Regions from separate parts of the Sus scrofa genome. Here region 1 is linked to region 2. Evidence: chromatin contacts called from public HiChIP or PLAC-seq data. All regions are on one chromosome and are shown on one strand. The core of a region is the stretch at or near the end of the contact, and the rest is flanking DNA. Distances in the headings are between cores, read along the strand shown. Region 1 holds the start of CHIC2 (cysteine-rich hydrophobic domain-containing protein 2). Region 2 holds the start of USP46 (ubiquitin carboxyl-terminal hydrolase 46).

What was found. HiChIP or PLAC-seq counts read pairs in DNA pulled down with a chosen protein or histone mark.
Region 1: an H3K27ac HiChIP or PLAC-seq map of alveolar macrophages shows a contact between it and region 2. The contact joins the promoter of CHIC2 here to the promoter of USP46 in region 2. A contact is called at or near these places in 1 of 5 promoter capture datasets (liver) and 1 of 2 datasets of contacts at active chromatin or transcription factors (alveolar macrophages).

Annotation. Positions count from the first base shown.
Region 1 is chr8:40,845,149-40,848,037 of Sscrofa11.1, forward strand. CHIC2 (cysteine-rich hydrophobic domain-containing protein 2) reads right to left here and starts at 1,567. Exons shown (of 6, transcript XM_003128983.4): 1 at 1,030-1,567. The coding sequence starts at 1,148.
Region 2 is chr8:39,580,442-39,583,487 of Sscrofa11.1, forward strand. It overlaps USP46 (ubiquitin carboxyl-terminal hydrolase 46), which reads right to left and starts at 1,549. Exons shown (of 9, transcript XM_021101209.1): 1 at 1,158-1,549. The coding sequence starts at 1,193. LOC110262087 (a long non-coding RNA gene) reads left to right here and starts at 2,939. Exons shown (of 2, transcript XR_002346631.1): 1 at 2,939-3,046.

The DNA.
Region 1 (2,889 bases), core at 317-2,816, 1.3 Mb after region 2:
CCTTTAGTTTTACTAAAAAGGTGGAGTGTGGAGATATCTGACAAGTGTGAAGTTTGATCTAGGATTTGAACAAGAGACCTAAAATGAAAAAGTATAAATACTTCAAGTTGTACAAAACTCTGGACTTCTCAGAGAAACATTACAAAACTTCCTGCTTCCGGACAGCTCATTATTTGGTTCAAGTCTTCACATTCCTTTATTAGTCATGACCTTTCAGAAAGCTCTCCTTCCTTATTGTTTGAACAATATCAGCCTTTTATAGGTTGCCAATGGGACTTTACGGGAACCCTTATCAAAAGAAGAAGCCACCCAGGAGCTCTTGCCCAAAAGAAGGACTTAGATAACAGAAACCCTCACTGGGCATTGTGTGCCCATCACGTAGTTTTTTAAAAAATTATCTGTAAACCTAATCATTCTGCATCTTAAAAATATATGCTCATCTATACATTTTTTTATCATATACAATTACAGGAACTTGCATTCGATCCGCAGAAACTGACTCTGCAAGAGACTGGGAAGACCTGTGGGTGTGTGTGAAATACAAACATAGGGACAACGAACTACTCATGACCCACACTGTCACTCGGGTCTCACCTGGCCCAGATCCGGCCTCTGAGCCATATGTCACTATGCTCAACCGCACAGACGAGGAGACAGAGAGCCACAGGGTAACAGGATGAGAAAACAAGGGGGAGGCGCCTCAGAAATACGTGGATTTCCACCCCGAGGCCGAAAGGGTGGCCGGAAGGGCAGACCCTAAGGAATAACCTTCCCTCCTGGGATCCGACACAGCGCCCAGGCCCGTAGGGCCTGCTAAGAAGGCAGCGGGGGGAGGCAGGGCAGTGTCTGGCTCCACTCTGGAGACCGCAACAAATGAAAATAAAGCAAGTTCTCACTTCCTGCTCGCCTACTCCTCCCGCAGGCCTCCGACACCAGACAGACCCCAGGGAGAAAGAGCCCCCACGGAGCACGGGGGCCGCCCCAGCCCTGCACCTCCCGCCCTCGCCCTCGCCCTCCTCCGGGCCTTACACGGTGACGTGACCGGAGCCGCGGACCACCACCGGGTCCGGCGAGTACTTGAGCAGCTGCTCCTCCAGGGCCCGCTCCTCGTCTTCTTCCTCCTCGTAGATCTCGTCGAAATCCGCCATCCTGAGCCTCCGCGGCCCCCCGCCCGAAGGGGCCTGACTCCAGGGGCTGCGGCCGGGATACGGGCTGGCGAGGCAGCCGAGGCTGAGCGGAGTCGCTGCCGCGGGCTCCGAGGCCGCGGAGTTCGCTCTGGATTGTCTTGGCTTCGGCTACAGAGGAGATGGGGTCCCGGCCGTCGCCGCCGCCGCCGCCATTACCGTCAGCAACAACAACAACACAATGTCAACATCCGCCCAAGGGCCGACACCTCCACCAGTACCGCCGCCGCCGCCGCCGCCGCCGCCGCCGCCGCCGCAGCAGCAACTCAGGCAACCACAGCAACAGCCAGAGCCACCCGCAGCGGGAGCACCCGGCTACGACATCGCGAGACTTCCCGGGAGTGCGGGCGGGCGGGCGGACGCGTGGGCGCGCGAGCGCGCAGGCAGGCGGCGCGGGAGCGCGCACGTGAGGCCTCGCGCGCTCCCAAAGGTCGCCTTCCCCCACTTCCACCCAACGAGGGTGTCTTGGGCTCGCGCTCCCCCCGCCCCCCGACGCGGCCCCGCCCTCCAGAAGAGGGGTCGCCGACCGGCTAGAGGACTGTGCCTAAGGGCTGGTGCCATTGACCGTGACTCAGAAAGAGAGCTGAGTGTCCAGAGGGGCCCTTAGTTCCCTAAAGTACTCTCTAACCAGAACAACTAAGAATAAAAACCCTGGCCGGAATAGAGAATTTATTGTGCATGCGGTTGCCAGTTTATCTAAAAATCAAATCTCACTTTTCGTCAGTATTTTTTAGTCTGTGATGAGTACCAGAGTCTTTACTTTTCCAATTTGAGGAACCCAACACACAGACTGCAAATATTTTTGTCCACTATAATACAAGATTTTTCAAAACTGTCCAAATTCAAACACCTTGTCCCATCACCACCTTAAAAATTGTCCAATATGTGATGCCAGTGATGCTAATGTTTTGTTTTGTTTTTCCTTACAAGAAAGCTCATCGAAGTCATGCCATGAAACAAAATTGATAATGTCTCTGGATTCTGGATTAGAAGATGCATTTTCCTGCCCAAGCTTCTTCATCAACCATAACCTCTTATCCCCTAAGACCTTAGGGCCTACCTTTCCCTTCCTTAAGCTCCTCCCAGGAAACGAAAGGAAAAAGGGAAGCAGAGGAAGAGTTTAATGGATTCTGCTTATTGGTCTAGGCCACCAACAAAGGCCTAAGTAAGGGTCACGCTGGGTACTTGGCTTCATAATCAATAAGCCGCCCAGGCATACAAATAGATCAGGGGCAGGAGTGGCTCCTGAGAGCGTTCAGGATAAGGAGCATACACTGTGAGAGCTAGTAAGGGTGGTCATACCTGACTCAGTGCTGGCCATAATGTTCACCAAATGTAGTGTTCACTTCCCACCAGTTTAGATGGGTCATTGCAGATTGCAGTAGCTGAGAAAGTACAAAGTGGGGCAATTAGGACAGGGGGAAACAACAAAAACCTCCTACTGGTAATGGTTCAAGAAAATGAGCACAGTTAGTCAAGAAAAGAGGAAGGAGGAGTTCCCATCCTAGCTCAGTGGTTGAACAAACCTGACTATTATCCATGAGGACACGGGTTCAATCCCTGGCCTGGCTCAGCGGGTTGAGGATCTGGCATTGCCTTAAGCTGTCGTGTAGTTTGCAGATGCATCTGGGATCCCCCCTTGCTGTGGCTGTGGTATAGACTGGCAGCTGGAGTTCTGATTCGACCCCTAGCCTGGGAACCTCCA
Region 2 (3,046 bases), core at 299-2,798:
GGCTTCTCAATCAAGCCTCCTCAGATTCCCTTTAGTGGCGTGTTTCAAGGGAGGTTTCCCCCCGAACCCTGCACTAAAAGAACATGTGTTCCATCCAGCTGGGGGGAGGGGAGTGGTACCCCTAGAGGGTGGAGGCAAAGTACACCCTCTCTAAACCCCGCACAGGAGGGCAATGCCTGACGCCAGGGTGCAGGTTGTGCTCTCTGAGGCTCTGACAAGTGGAGGTACCAGCAGGATGCACCCTGGTGACCCAAGGGCTCTGGCTGTTCCTGCAGAAACTGCAAAGGAAGGGAAAGCAATGGGAGAAACCCAAGTTAAAGTGATCTCCACATCATGACGGTGGACTCAATCCTCAGATGGAGCCCAGCGAAGTCCCCTTGCTGTGTCCAGGCCCATCAGCCTGCGCTGGGTCTGCAGAGCATCTGGCAGGATAACCCTGGAGACCTCCACGCCCCCAGTCAGCCCCATCCTTAGGGCCTCTAAGGGTTACTGCCATATAACCTTGTGCCCCTTTCACAGGTGGGGAAACTGAGGCCTCCAAAACAAATAGCCATGCTTTCCCAAGCCAGGTAGAAGTTCACTTCCCTAACCACATTTTGCACTTTTTACAGCTTTATCGCATTTCAGATGTCTCCAGATACAGCGATGGCCTCTGCCAAGTGAATTTTTAAATACAGTTTAAGGAGTGAACTCAAAAAAAAAAACGAGATGAGGGCGGTCACGGAGTCGGGCTGGGCTTTATCTACCGCAAGGGCAGGATGGGTGCCCCCCACCCCCACCCCCGCTCGCCCCAGCTTTTCTTCCAACCCGGTCCCCCGGGACGTCCGGGTTCGGCCTGCCCCCTCCCCCAAGACACTTCCACCGCAACCCGAGGACCGAGGTGCAGCGGCGCGGTCCGAGGACCGGCGGGCAAGCTCCCGGGTCCCGGGTCCGAGAGGGGGGCGGGTGGCCCGACGGCCCCTCCCCCGCCCGCTCCCGGGGCCGCCACCGGCCCGCCCCGCCCGGGGGCCCGGAACTTCGGGGGCAGCGCCGCGAGGCCCCCGCCTCCCCCACGCCCCCACCCCCGCGGGCCGCCCGGCAGGCGTGCGGCTCGGGTTTCCCTTTCTTCGCTTTGCGGCGCCTAGGGCGCGACCCCCGAGGCGGCGGCGGCCACTCACCATATTACAGATGGAGGCGATGTTTCGGACAGTCATTAGTCTAAAGGTTGCAGCGATCCCGCACCGCCATCTTTATAAGGTGAAAGCAGGGCCGGCCATGGTGGAGCGCTCGCGGGGAGGCCGGGCGCGGCGGCGGCGGCGGCGGCGGCGGCGGCGGCGGCGGCGGCGGGGAGGCGGCCCGGGCTCCGGCTTTCAGTTTGGCTGGGAGAGGGAGGCCGGGAGGGAGGAGAGGAGGCGGGGAGGGCGGGGAAGGCGGGAGGCGGGAGGGAGAGCGGAGGGGCGGGGAGTGGCGGAGCGAAGCAGCCTGGGCCGCGGCCGGCGGCGCCGGGAGGAGGGGCGGCCCGAGCGCCGCGTGCAGCCCGCGCCCCGAGCGCTCCCGCCGCGCGCCCGTCCCCGGCTCCGGTCCCCGCGGCTCCTCCTCCCTCTTCCGCCCCCCCCAACCCCGGCCACCCCCGGCTTGGCCTTTTTCTTCTTTTTTTAAAAGGTCCTGCTTCGCTCTGTATGGGCTGGAATACGCAGCCAGGCCCTTGATCGCGCTGCTGCGGGTACCCCGGGCGGACCCCGAAACGCCGGCGGCCTCCTCCCTCTCCTCTGGGCCGCGGCGTGGCCGGGGAGGCAGGGACCGCGCCCGCGTCGGGCGTCGGCCGGCGGAAGGGGCCGCCCGCGGGCTGGGGAAGCCGGGCACGTCGCCGCAGAGAGGCCGCCGGGGACGCGGGGCCGCTTTCTTGCCTTCACTTGTCGCCTGCGGCGCGGCCCTCCGCAGCCCAGGGGATTTTAAGGTTTGGGAGATTGGAAGGGGCAAGGTGCTGGGGTGACCACGTCCAACTTTTCGTTTCTCCCCGGGACTCCGGCCAGATGGCACCGGCGGGGACCCAAGAAGTAAACGGGGTCAGGACACGGTGGGGTCGAGAGCCCTGGCCAGCCGCGGGCTAGCTGCCTGGTCGAGGGCGCCGGGAGGGGACAGGAATCTGGGTCTGGGCGGAGGCCAGACAAGGCTCGCTGGGCAATTTGTGACATTAGCAGGTACAAAGGAGAGGTCTCCGCAAGGACTGGGAAAGGGCCGAGGAGAGATCTGAATCTGGAAAGCATGAAAACCAAACTTTTCCGCACCTTTGAGGAAAGCATACCTCTCTCAGGGGCAGCCAACCCCTGAGAGAAGGGTCATCGTATGGGCGTGTACGCATTTCCTGCAGAAAAGGTCATGGTTTCTGACTCAAAGCAGCGAATCTACACCACTTAGCAGATAGGTTCCTGTGAAGTGGAGGAGCCAATTTCCGAAGGTGTGAAACAGTTCTCATACAAGGTTACAATTTACTGCTTTCATCGGAGAAGTTGTACAAGTGAAACCGGTGATAATTCTTAAACCAATATACTTTGTGACAAATCGAATTAGAGGAAAATTAATATAATTGAAAATAGCTTTTATCCAACCAAGAGTCCCATACTGGGAAAAGAGCACGCTGTCTTCCATTATCTATTTAGTGTTCTACACGTAAGATTTCAGAACCGTTGGTTGCTAATATGCTTAGGACCTGGGATGGGACTAAAAAGACAACAGCCGACTAAAGCTTTCTTGGGGTCTTCTTGGCTCTGTATATTTCCATGGATTTAAAGAATCAGTCCCTGGAGTTCCTGTCATGGCTCAGTGATTAACGAATCCAACTGGAAACCATGAGGTTGCCAGTTCGATCCCTGGCCTCGCTCAGTAGGTTAAGGATTCGGCGTTGCTGTGAGCTGTGGTGTAGATTGCAGACGTGGTTTGGATCCCAAGTTGCAGTGGCTCTGGCAAAGGCCGGCAGCTGCGGCTCCGATTCCACCTGTGGCCTGGGGACCTCCATATGCCAAGGGAGCGGCCCTAGAAAAGGCAAAAAGACAAAAATAAAATAAAG